Linked DNA regions of Mus musculus: region 1 is linked to region 2. Evidence: chromatin contacts called from public HiChIP or PLAC-seq data. All regions are on one chromosome and are shown on one strand. Each heading gives the region's core, a stretch centred on a gene start, on an enhancer-like site or on the middle of the called end of the contact. The rest is flanking DNA. Distances are from core to core; before and after follow the strand shown.

Region 1 (6,565 bases), core at 2,715-5,214, 780 kb after region 2:
ACCTTCCTCAGGTTGATGCCTGAAGCCCCCACACACTGCTGTCTCTGAAGGAGGGGACACCAGTGTTCCAGCTCTTCCAGTTTAGCATGTGTGACCTTGCCTGCCATTTGCTCTCTTACCTTTGGGTTGGTGGCAGTGCTAAGAAGGTGACACTTCTCCAGCCAACATCGCTGGTTGGCAAGGAGATAGTCCAAAGGTTTGGTGTCCAAACGTCCTTACTCTGGAAGAGTCGTCCAGGGATGTGTGGAGACTTGATGGGGGTCTTGGGAGTGCCAGCCATACATTAGCGTGTAGCCCTTGCCTTGCGGATGAAGTCTCACTAAGCCTTCCAGGCTGGTATGGGGTGCGTGGCTTTCCTGCCATAGCTTCCTGGTGCTGGGATTGGTGCCACCAAGCCCAACTGGGGTGTTGAGTTTCTTGGTTTGTTTGCTTGTTCCTTGGTTTGAGTGCCAAGACATAGAACGAGAGACCCAGCAAGTTGGCTCATTATGTTAAGGGAATTCATTTCAGGGTGAGGACCTTCAGACTTAACTGGTCTCCTTCATGTTATCCAGAATAATGTCTCTGATTTCTGAGGTTCCTGTAAATGAATTACACGTACAAGCTAATCAAAGTACTTGTCATCCAGGGAATCATGGGTCTTTTGCTACAGTTGAAGATGATGCTATGGGATTTAGTATTTGTCGTTAATCTTGGGAATTTTGCGTGATGTGTTAAATTTAAATATGTTATAGTCTGGGCGTGGTGGTGACACATGCCTGTAAACTAAGTACTTTGGAAACTAAGGTAGGAAGATTGTGAATTCAAGATCAGATTGGACTACATCTCAAGATAACATAAAATAAAATAAAACCAAACACAAAAACAGCTGAAGTGTGATATAGTTCAGTGGTAGTGGGCTCTTGGTTCAATCCCTAGACACACACACACACACACTGCATGTGCACATACAAGTACACACACATGTATATACACACAGCTGCCTATGCACCCACAAGTACACACATGCAATACACAGGCAATACACATACACACATATTCACACATGTATGCACACACGTACATGCACATGCACACACAATTACAGACGAAAACAGCCTACAGGTTCCTGTGCTTTTTTTATTTCTGGGGACCATGCCACATTGCACTGTAGTGAATACCGAGGAGGGCTGCTAATGGGAAGACACAGAGTCTGATCTTCATGAGCCATACTTCCTGAGAGAGTTAAAGGCTTCAGAAGCTTGTGGTAGGAGCGTTCCCTTCTGTTTTCTCCATCCAGGCCGGGTAGGGTCTGACTGCCTCTTACATCCTCCTGGGAGCTCTGACTTATGTCTACGTCTAGCCTCTCAAAGGTTTGTCTTTCCTTTCTCTCCTGTTGGATCTCCTCTGTGGTATGTGATGCCTTGTATAATTTAGGTCATTGTCCAGGAGTCAACACTCCCACACCAAGTTCTATTGAAGTCATAGCCGGGAATGATAGCTAAACACCTTACTGGGTTGAGACACCAACCTGTTGTGGGTTCAAGGCCTCCTTGCCTTGTTCTGGCAAAAGCTGGTTCAAAGCCAGTGACAATTTGGAAGTCAGACGCAGCTTACGTACCTAGGTAGGGGCACTCACTTGAGCACTCCAAGCTTGTGGGTAGACACTGTCTTTTGTATGGAGAGAAGAGTCTTAGACTTGTTAGTTCAGGTCATGGAGTTGGTATAATACAAATGTGGTGGGAAGAAACCAGAAGTGGTCTCCCAACCAGAGGCTATAGTCCTCACCGGCAGGAATTACCTTTCCACTGTTTGCTCGCTCGCTCGTTCGCTCGCTCAGTGGGTCAGAGCTCTGGTTTCCTTAACATTTCAGGATCCTGTTGGCAGCCAGTGCTTTACAGCACAACAAAATGTCAGCAGCGTGCTTAAGGTTCTTTATGGCCGTGGTTTAAATCCATCCTGAATAGATCATCTTCATGTATTTAATTATTAACCAGCTTGCTCATCACAAAAGCGAGTGGCATTAAGTTTACTGGGCTCGCGTCAAACTTAAATCTTCCCTGACAGCACTGTTTACTTCTGAAGCCTTCTCCCTCGGAGAAGAATGAACTAGACGGTAACTTTCTCTTCTCTTCTTCTTTTTCTTAAAAACATTTGTGCAGCCCTCGGCCTTGTACTTGGAAGGCAGCCTGGTTCTCTGTGAGGGCTCGTGTCGGGCAGCCTGGCAATTCCCTAGTAACTTTTCATCACTGTGTTGACTTATTGAAGTAATTAGTCTAAACTGATGCTTCTTAAAGAGCCCAACTCTTACGCAGCATTAATGCCATTTTTTATTATTACCCTTTCCTCCACAGAGATTTTTGTGCCTGCAGTCTTAGGCTAAGTAGTTAGAAATGAGGGGTGGGACAAGGGAGTAAGTTCCAGAGAATGTTAGAACTAGAAACTTGAGTTTTAAGATGAAGAACTTCCTCCCACACTGCTCCATCTATCTCTCTATTTGGTAAAACTTTGCCATCTGAAGGCTGACCTGGCCTTGAAGGAGCACTGCTGTCTGCGAGATGACAGAAGATGAACACAGACGAGCCTTCCATTAGTCAGGATGAGCTTGCCGTGGAGTCTTTCATAAAATAAGAGCCTTGAATTGTACTAAAACAAGGGTGCATTATGGTGCCGGCGTGTCTCGTTTTCTGTCATTTCAGGGCCTTCTCGGCCCACGCACGGTCAGCACATCACACCCAGAGAGCTTTGGCCTTGTTCACTGGTTCTTTGAAGCCTTTACCAGGGGACCTGGGCAGCTCTACCTCAGAAACAAAAGTGGCTTAGAGAGCCTTGCTCACTGAACTAGATGGTCATTCCAGGATTATCTTAAAAAGTAATGGCGTGGTAATAAAATACCTCCTGGAATTCTCGTTTTTAAAAATGCTAAATGCATCCTTTAAACGGAAGCTGTTGTTGACTGGAAACAGGCCCTCAGGGGTACTTCAGGGTTTCTCCCATGCATGGGGTATCTGGAGTCACTGCTGTTAAAGTATATAGTCTCATAAGAAATTTTTCATTATTTATATATAATATTAAGAATACACATTCACTGTTTAAAATTGGTTGTCTAAAAGGATATTTAGTACATGTTTCTCCTACCCCCTCTACGATAGCTCCTTAGTGCTGGTTCACACAGTTTCATTCTCTGTAGAGTGAGATGGAAGGTTTGCAGCTATGAATAAATGGCCATCAGGGTAATTTCTTTTATTTTGAAGGAAGGTCTTACCATGTTTAATTTTTAAAAAGATGTATTTATTTTTATGTGCTGTCTGTGCATGCATGCGTGTCTGTAGGAAGGTGTCAGATCCTTTGGAACTGGAGTTTCAGAGCAGTTGTGAGCTGCCATGTGAGTGCTGAGAATCAAATCCGGGTCCTCTGGGAGAATGGGCAGTGTTCTTAACTGCTGAGCCACCTATCCAGCTCTGACATTTTAAAAAGTATTATGTACAAGACTTGCATGCTCTCCTTCACTGGGTAGCCTTGAATAATCTTTTCAAGAAAGATCACTTGGTTCAACTTAATGAAGCCTGTGTCCTTTGAGTACTTATGGGAGCATGGCAGGCACAAATCCATCCTGCCTGTGTTTACTAAGAGCAAGGACTCCTTTCAGAGTTTTGATGTGACTCCAGCACAGTAGCTAGGGACCTGTCACTCCTTCATGTGTAATTTCCTAATGTTAGGTCATCTTTTGACCCTGTAGAGACTAGTGACTGCAGCATGTGCACCCTTCCTTCTTGGGAAGACCAGCCCGTCCTGTCAGGGTCTGTGGCATTTATAACTGCCTCCCCAGAGACCCTGGACAAGAGCAGGTTGTGGTTCCAACCACCTCTTGGGTGTTGGGTGTCAGCAGAGCTCATGAATGATAGAGGTTTCCTCAGCTTACAGAGACTGACAGAGTGTGAGTCACCCAGAAGGCACTGTCTAAGGTAAACAGCCCTCCCAGGTGCAGCACAGCCTTTCCCTGCTGATCCCTGAACCTTCCTGTATGAGCCCTCAGCAGAGAAGCAGGGCAGGGTGAGTTACTGGTGACTAGTGGCATCCCTCCTGTGGGTAGAGGGCAGCTTAAGGTTCTGTACTTGGTGTGCCCAGAATGACGACATGAAGCTAGCGGTGAGCTCAGGGTAGCTTGAGGTGCACCCTGTTGTGTCACGTGTGGGATGATATTTATCCACAGTTGTGGTACTTGGGCATCCTTCCTTTTATAGCATCCGTGCCCTCAGTACCACATTCTCCTTGCCCTCGTCTCTTCCTGCCAGCTCATTGAGTGGCACTCACATCTGTGCTGAGCAGCCATGACAGGCCATGACTGTCGTGGCCACCTCTACCCTGTTCCCTCTGTGGTAGGCTTGCTTTGCTCTGACTGACTAATAGCCTCTTAACAGATCTTCCAGGCTGAGGCCTGTCTTTCTCCACATACAACTTTCAGAAATGCAAATCTAATCATATTTTGCTTAAGTTTGTTAATGTTGCCCAGTGGCCAGTAGAGTAAAGATTGTATCCTTTAACAGATGAAGTATGACTGTCACTTCACTTCAGTGTCATCTCCCTTCTAGTCTGTGCTCACCTTGGCCACGGGACTTTGATGACACAGACCATCTTCCCTGCTCTCCTGCCTAGTTCTGAGGCGCTGTCGCTCTCTGTCTCTCTTTTGCTCTTGCTTTCTCTTCTTCATTGCTCCAGGATGAGGTCTCACACTTGACCCTGTGTGTTTTCCTTGGTGTACTGTGTTAGTTGGGACCTGTCTCTTTCCTCCCCAAGCCTTGTGTAGCCAAACGACTGGGCACAGTGTGTTCAGCCCAGGGCTTCTTGCTCCCTGATTCTTCCCCAGGCCTCTCCTCTCTTGTCTCCTGTCTCCTCCATCCTTGTTCCATGTACCTGTGGTGCCCTTTCCTGAAAAGAGCCCTTCTCCCTCCATCCTCACTTGGCTGATCATTCTTTACGACAGCTGAGTGTACAGTGACATATTACTTCACAGCTTCTCTTTGCCTTTGTACCCCTCTCTTTACCCCTCTGTGGACTCTATCCATTACCAGGTTTCTCTCTGTGACGCCTACCCGACTTGTCCTTGGCTCTCCTGGAGACTTGCTGGCCTCTTTTTGTTTCTGTTTCCATACATCAGGATTCTGGCCTTAGGCTTCTCTTATCTTGCCCTTTCAACTGTGTTTCAACACAGTGCCCTAACTACTCTGTAGGTCCTGGAGGTTCTTTGGCTCTTTTGGCTGGGTTGAGCTCCTGCCAACCTGGTTGTCCTGGAAACTGTAGACTTAGCCCACCCCAACCTCCTTGGTGATTCTTACCTCTGAATCTGACCCTGTGTCTTGGGAATGTTCTCACGTCCAGTTAGGCCGACATCCTCAATTCCCTTTCCCCCATGCTCACACCTGTGACGCCATTTAAATCATTAAAGTACCAGCCTGTTCACTGCACACACCCTTCAGCGTGTAGTACTGTGTTCTCAGTACCAGCCTGTTCACTGCACACACCCTTCAGCATGTAGTACTGTGTTCTCAGTACCAGCCTGTTCACTGCACACACCCTTCAGCATGTAGTACTGTGTTCTCAGTACCAGCCTGTTCACTGCACACACCCTTCAGCATGTAGTACTGTGTTCTCAGTACCAGCCTGTTCACTACACACACCCTTCAGCATGTAGTACTGTGTTCTCAGTACCAGCCTGTTCACTGCACACACCCTTCAGCATGTAGTACTGTGTTCTCAGTCTTCCAGCTTCTGCCATACTTTGAACTGTTGTGTATACAGTTGACAGACTCATTTCTTTAGCGCTGGGGACTGACTGGATCCCATGAATGGCAGGCATCCTACTTTGGAGCTCCATCCTCAGCCTTCCTTTGTGATGGAAGGGGAACTTTATATTTTGAGGGAAGTGTGTCTAAGACACCTAGGCAGGCCTGGAACTTTTTCTGCTCCTACCTCAGCCTCCTAGGTTGGCCAGTATTACAGGCCTGTGCCACCAAGCCTGCCTCAGAAAATCCTCCTTAATTGAAACGTGACCTTGAGAATTCTCTACTTAAAAACATTTGTTGGCTCCTTCAAGCTTGCATCACACCTCAACTGTGTTGGGAGAATAATGTAAGTTACTTTGAAGAGCTTATGATAGACCTTGAGATTCAGGCTCGTGTCACACTTGAATTTTAGAGATAGACCGTGTTGGTCTCAGTTGCATGCTCAGTCACAGTCCTAGTTATGGATGGTTCCTTCATTCCAGTGAACCAGTTGCTCTATCTCTAGTCTTCTGCTTGGGAGGCAGTAGTGTCCATCTCTCTAGCCTGAGAGTCCAACCCAGAGCCTGGACCATTAGTTTGCCAGTTCCTCCTGCCCACAGCATGCCTCTGCTCCTATGGAGCTCATCTTCCAGTGAGGAAAATTGGACTCTGGTATCAGCTGGAGGTGAATGCTGGGTGAAGACAGGCATGAATTAAAGGATTTGGCAATAGCTCTGTTCTTATCTTTTATGTATTTTATTTTTATTTGTGTGTTTTATTTTAAACATTTAAAAAGATTTTTGTTTTTTTTACATTTTAAAATA
Region 2 (6,604 bases), core at 375-2,874:
GCCATCTCTCCAGCCCCAGCCAGGAGCTTCTTAAAATTACCTGCACACAGAAGACATTCAGTTGGAAATCGAACTGGAGCTACATTCTTCAAGCTACTGGGACCATCCGCATAATCTTTTTTTTTTTTTTTTTTTTTTTTGGTTTTTCGAGACAAGGGTTTCTCTGTATAGCCCTGGCTGTCCTGGAACTCACTTTGTAGACCAGGCTGGCCTCGAACTCAGAAATCCACCTGTCTCTGCCTCCCATCCGCATAATCTTAAGATGCTAACTTCTATGTCTGGTGCGGTGGTGGTAACCCCTACCTAATGACTGGCTCTTGCTGCCACAGAGCATTTAGGGAACTCTGGGTAACTGAGCTTCCGCCCGCAATCACTGAACCAGGGAGACGGCTCTGCTGCTGGGAACACATTTGGAAATTGGACTAAAGTGTTGCTTACAGCGCTTGCCTGATGTGAGCGAGGCCCCCAAGTTCAACATCCAGCACCACACAGAGACACTAAACAAACAATGTTCCCAGAAGTCTGCGCTGGCACAGCAGCCTCTAACAAGGGATGCGACCTCACTGTGCCAACTCTCCTTCCTCTCTGTGCCTCGGGTTCCTTACTGGTATATGGCTCACAGACACAGGCTCAGATTCATCAGTTGTTAGGGAAGTACTTAGTTAGACAGGCCTAGGACTCGGTTGATAGGGTACCATCTGCCCTTCCAAACGGATTCCACTTCTCAGTGTCACCACTTAAGAATTTCAGTGCTGTGAGCGTTTGTGACTGAGTAGCCCTGTCAGCCTCCTAAGCACCTACTGAGAGGGCCTCACCGGGAGCCTCTGCAGCTGGCACGGAAGAAGACCCCGTAAGGGTGCACTCCTGCAATGCAGCACTGGGCGTGCGGGTGCAGCACTGGGGAGGCAGAGAGAAGAGGGTCTCTGGGGTTCACTGACTAACCAGCCTGGCATAATTGGTGAGCCTCAGGTCCCCAGTGAGAGAGAGTCTCTGTGTTTGGCATCAGAGGAATAGCACCTAAGGATGACTCTGGCCTCCACAGGAACATGTGAGTACGTGTGAGTGCACACACAAACACACACAGAGACACACACAAACACACATAGTTACACACATACACATACACAGACACAGACACACACAGACACACACACAGAGACACACACAGACACACACACACAGACACACACAAACACACATAGTTACACTCACAGACAGACACACACATACACAGACACAGACACACACAGACACACACACAGAGACACACACAGACACACACACACAGACACACACAAACACACATAGTTACACTCACAGACAGACACACACATACACAGACACAGACACACACAGAGACACACACAACACACCATTAGGGAAAACAAGGGAAGGGTAAAGGAACATTCCTGAACTGCTCATGTGTTTGAGGAAGGACTTTACATCTTTCATTCATGTTTCAACATTTATTTATTTATGTCTCAGTATTTATATGACCTTCACGATCGAGAAGTAATATCAGCAGAATCGCCTGTGGGAAAGCAGCCGGCGCTGTGCTCTGAGGAGGGGGTGGGGATGAACTGTGGAATCCTGGCTGCCCGGATCACAGGTCACATTCCACTGCAGTGACCTGGAAGGAGCTGCCCAACCTTTCAGAAGGAATCTCAGAGCGGCTAGTGTGCCTTTCTGGGGGTGACCTGAAGGCTGGGTTGGGGCGTGCCTTCTGAGTCAGAGGTGTAGGCAGTAAGGGAAAAGGGCCTCAGATGCTGTGCCAGCCTTCCTGCGCCACCAGAGACCACGGCCTTCTGGGACAGGGAACAGAATGTGTTGCATCAAGGTGGAAAAGAAGACAGTGGAGGGACGGAGAGCCAAGGTGGGCCCAGTCCTCTGTAGCCGCCCAGGCCTCTCCAGACCTTCTTCTCTGCATCCGGGGTCTGTGAGATGACTGGGCTGCTTGGACGCATTTAGACATGGAATCACCCTGGGGTGTATCATTGCTCGCTCCCTGCAGCTAGAAGCCTGATAGTCGGTGTGGTGCTACAATCTCAGATTCTACAGGTGAAGGTGAGAAAACCAGAGGCTAGGGCTACATATTAGATCCTACATCAAAAGAAAAGAGGGCGAGGGAGGAAAAGAGAGAAGAAAGGAGGGAGGGAGAAAGGGATGGAGAGAGGGAGGGAGGAATGGAGCGAGGTATGAGGAGAGGGAGGGAGGGAGGCAGGAAGGGAGAGAGGGATGGAGGGAGGGAAGGAAGGAAGAAGGGAGGGAGGGAAGGAGAGAGAGAGGGAAGAAGAAAAAATAGTATGCCTGGGTTTGGGGTACAGCTCAGTGGTAAAGCCCTTGGCTAATCTGTGTGAGGTTCTAGGTTCCACGCCCAGTACCCCTCACAACCTCCAGGGATGCACCCCACATTGACTAACTCAAGAAATTCCCTTCTTTAAATAAATAAATGAAGAGACATTTCCTAAAACTTGGGGGACAGGAACCCCAGTTATCTGGGGCTGTCACTAGTATGACTGAAGCCCTGCCCAAGCTCGGTTCCCAGCTGTGTACAATAAAATAAGAGAGCTTGAAGACATTTAAACAGTTTAATCTGAATCGCACAGATCAGAAATGGTGGGCTTTATACACTTGGACATTTCTGGAGTGCTTTCCAATTTTCACAAGCTGTGTGTTGAGTTTAAACTCATAGTAGACTGAAATCATCACAAAACCAAGCAAGAAATAAAGTAGCCACCATGCAGGAGTGTCTTTGCTGGAGAAGCACGCCACAGGCCGTGGGGATTTGAGTGAGTAATATCCCCGAGTCTCCTGTGCGTGAACACTTGGTCCCCAGTAGCAGTTTTGAGACATTTAGGAGGTAGAGCCATGCTGGAGGAAGTGTGTCACTGAGGGTGGACTTTGAAGATCCACACTTCATCTCACTTCCTGTTTCCTCTTCCCCTCCCCTCTCCCTCTCTCTGTTTCGTATGTATCCCTGTTCTAATGCTATGTCCTTCCCCATTAGTGGACTCTAACCCTCTCAAACAATAAACCAAAATATGCCCCCCTCCTTAAAGTTGCTTTTGATAATGATGTTTTATTACAGCAACAGAAAGGGAGCTAACACAGAACACATTTTCACTGGGTGCTTATGAAACACCATGCCCTGCTCAACTATCTAGGTCCCAAGAGGCTTCGAGGCCTCCAGGCAACACCTAGCCTAGGGTTCCGATTTGAACTCATATTTTAGAATGAGTGGATGGATGGATGGATGCACAGATGGGTAGATATATAGATGGATGGGCAGATGGATGGATGGACAGACAGACGGATGGCTGGATGGATGGGTGAGTAAGTGAACAGACAGACAGGTGGATGGGAATGAGAACTTTGTATATATACTTCTTTTTGTTCTCTCCCCATCCCCTTTGAGGCCACATCTTACCATGTAGTGGAGGCTGGCCTGGAACTCACTATATAGCTCAAGCTTCCCTTTAATTCTTTATCGTCCTGCCTCAGTGCTCCTGACTACTGCAATTCCCATCATGCACAGCTCCACCTGTTTTGCCCATTTGCACATATACTCTGTGTGTGTGTGCATTTGCATGAGAGAGTGAGCATGTGTGAGCAGGTGTGCATGCAGGTGTGTAGAGGCTTGAGGACAGTGAGGACAGTCCCTTGGGCCATGTACTTTGTCTTTGAGATCAGGGCCCTCATTTGCCTAGAGGTCACTGACTAGGCTAGGCCGGCTGGCCAGTCAGCCGGGGTTCACTCCTGGGGTTCACTCCTGGGGTTCACTTGCCTTCCTCCTAGCACTCAGACTACACATACACACACCACCATTCTTATTTTTGCCTGAGTCCTGTGTTTGGGACTCAGCGCCTCATGTTTGAAAGCCAAGTACTTGAGTGACTGAGCTGCCCAGCCCTTTAAACACACTTTCAGAGCTGCCCCACACTTGTGAGGTAGAAACTTAGGTGGTGTGCTCTTTTGATGAGCTGGGAAAGAAGATCCACTTATCTTAGAGAGGACAGCAAAATACTTTTAAAAATGTTAATGCGTGCTGGGCGGTGGTGGCGCACGCCTTTAATCCTAGCACTTGGGAAGTAGAGGCAGGTGGATTTCTGAGTTCAAGGCCAGCCTGGTCTACAGAGTGAGTTCCAGGACAGCCAGGGCTACACAGAGAAATCCTGTCTTGAAAAACAAACAAACAAAGAAACAAAAAAACAAAAATGTAAATATGTGAATAATTTAACTCTGCCCAGGCCTGCAAATTGCAAATCCTCAGGTGGGTTTCAGGGTCACCTGGAACTTTTGAAAACACTGAAAACAGAAGGAGCTCTTGAAAATAAAGCAGGTGATGGGTGACAAGTGAGGGACGCAGAAACAATCAAAGACCGGCAATGCAGTGACGTGTCATAGCAGCTCAGGGACGAGATGAGATGAGATGAGATGAGATGAGATGAGATGAGCTGAGATGAGATGAGATGAGATGAGATGAGATGAGATGGGATGGGATGGGATGGGATGGGATGGGATGGGATGGGATGGGATGGGATGGGATGGGATGGGGGAGGGGCGTGTTGTGGCACACATCTTTTTATATCTTGGAAACTTTTCATGATCAAAAGAAAAAATGCGGGGGCTGGTGAGATGGCTCAGTGGGTAAGAGCACCCGACTGCTCTCCCGAAGGTCAGGAGTTCAAATCCCAGCAACCACATGGTGGCTCATAACCATCTGTAACAAGATCTGACGCCCTCTTCTGGAGTGTCTGAAGACAGCTACAGTGTACTTACATATAATAAATAAATAAATCTTAAAAAAAAAAAAAAAAAAAAAAAAAAAAGAAAAAATGCTGGGTTTATTTGTGGAGCAGATCTCAAGGTGTGGTCACACCCCAACACATGCCAGCATTTGCCTGTTCAATAGCTAAGACTAAAAAGGACACAGGAAATGGAGAAAGAAAATCCACACAGCAGCACTGGGCCAAGCCAAACTCAAAAGTGAGAAAGAGCTGTCGGGGCTCAACAGTGCCTGTACCCTGGTGCAGTAGTGCACCCGAACATGTCCCTAGACACTATTAGACAACTCCTTCCTTCCTTCCTTCCTTCCTTCCTTCCTTCCTTCCTTCCTTCCTTCCTTCCTTCCTTCCTCCCTCCCTCCCTCCCTCCCTCCCTCCCTCCCTCCCTCCCTCCCTCCCTCTCTCCTTTCCTTCTTTCTTTCCTTCCTTGCTGGCTTCTAGGCCTCTCATTTCTCAGTCTCTCCCACAAAGTCTCTCCCACAGAGACCACCAACTTGCATTTGACAGGCAGGTTTTGCCTGGAGCTCCCGTCTCCATCCCCAGGTGACTCCTCATCAGACTGTCATTTCCTTCTGGGAGTCTCTCTTGACCTCCTAGAGGAGCTCTCTGGAGCGACAGCCCTTCGGATTGCAGTGATAGAACTCAGTCAAGTTGCTGTGTGTAATTGATCATCACCTGTCCACCCAGCAAGCCAGAGCCCTGTGCTCTCCCTAAATGCTCACTAAGAGCCAAAGGACGCAGAGCATCAGAGGAGGGAAAACAGGAAGAGTGCCTAGAAGACTTAGAGACCAGGGTCAAGGTCTCAGCCTGTGGCTGGGAGACACAGAGGAAAAGGTTGGGCAGCATTGTAGGGAAGCAGCCTCAGACACTGCAGGGATCAGGGCCATGGTGTAAGAAAGGATGATAATGGAGACATTTGCAAGCTCAACTATCTAGGTGTGACTGTGGGACAAGGCATAGCAGCAGTTTGACGTATCTCTGGGAGATTCCTGTACTAAAGCTGTGTGCATCGGTTATTTTTCTTGTTGCTATAAACACATACTTGAGCAGAGCAACTTGAAGAAGGGTGGAGAAACCATGGCAACAGGAGCGTGAGGTCACACTGCAACCCCAGTCAGAAAGCAGAGAGAGATGGAGCTGGTGTTTGGCTCCCTATCTCCTTCTCACGAAGTCCAGGGCCTGAAGCATGGAATGAGGAGGCTTGCATTCAGGGTGGGTCTTACCGCCTCAATTACCTAATCCAGATAGTCCTTTACAAGCCACACCCAGAGGCTTGTCTCCTAGGAGAGTCAGGATCCTACCAAGATGACAGCCACCATTAACTATCAGCGCAGTTGCCAGTTGACGAGCTGCTTGTTGGGAAGCGGTTGGAGTAGGGTAGCTCTGAGCTCACCAATGAGCTCATCCTTGATAGATTTGTGAGATGGTAGCTCTAAGGGTAGTGGTGGAAGCAAGAGGGAGGTCCAGGTGGAGAGACTACGTCATATCCTGTGAGCCTCTTCCCCTACCATGGCGGCTGCATCAGAGACAGATGCCAGCAGTGACTGGTGGGGCGGTGGAGGCATACATTTTTTTGCAACATACTTTTACCTTTTAATAAGGGTTCAACCTTTCCCCTACCCAGGAGAGGGAGTGGAAGAGAAAACTTAGGATATGGGGGAAGTGGATGCCCATGCACTCTTCCTGTTTTCCCTCCTATGCCGCTCTGCGTCCTTTGGCTCTTAGTGAGCATTTAGGGAGAGCACAGGGCTCTGGCTTGCTGGGTGGACAGGTGATGATCAATTACACACAGCAATAGTTCTTTGGGGGCAAGCTCCATC

The links. HiChIP or PLAC-seq counts read pairs in DNA pulled down with a chosen protein or histone mark.
Region 1: a contact with region 2 is called in a FOXA1 HiChIP or PLAC-seq map of pancreatic cancer cells. The contact joins two enhancer-like sites. A contact is called at or near these places in 3 of 115 datasets of contacts at active chromatin or transcription factors (double positive thymocytes, memory CD8 T cells and pancreatic cancer cells).

The regions. Positions count from the first base shown.
Region 1 is chr2:173,740,312-173,746,876 of GRCm38.p6, forward strand. The region is part of intron 1 of Vapb (vesicle-associated membrane protein, associated protein B and C); the gene reads left to right. Among named protein-coding and RNA genes, the nearest start is that of Vapb, 6.0 kb to the left of the region's middle. Within about 2 kb of position 3,965, at least 48 of the 459 cell types and tissues checked have an H3K27ac peak or open chromatin away from gene starts, as enhancers often do. A contact at or near this core is called in memory CD8 T cells and pancreatic cancer cells, where this site is marked.
Region 2 is chr2:172,963,772-172,970,375 of GRCm38.p6, forward strand. No RefSeq gene overlaps it. Among named protein-coding and RNA genes, the nearest start is that of Gm52538, 12 kb to the right of the region's middle. Within about 2 kb of position 1,625, at least 61 of the 459 cell types and tissues checked have an H3K27ac peak or open chromatin away from gene starts, as enhancers often do. A contact at or near this core is called in memory CD8 T cells and pancreatic cancer cells, where this site is marked.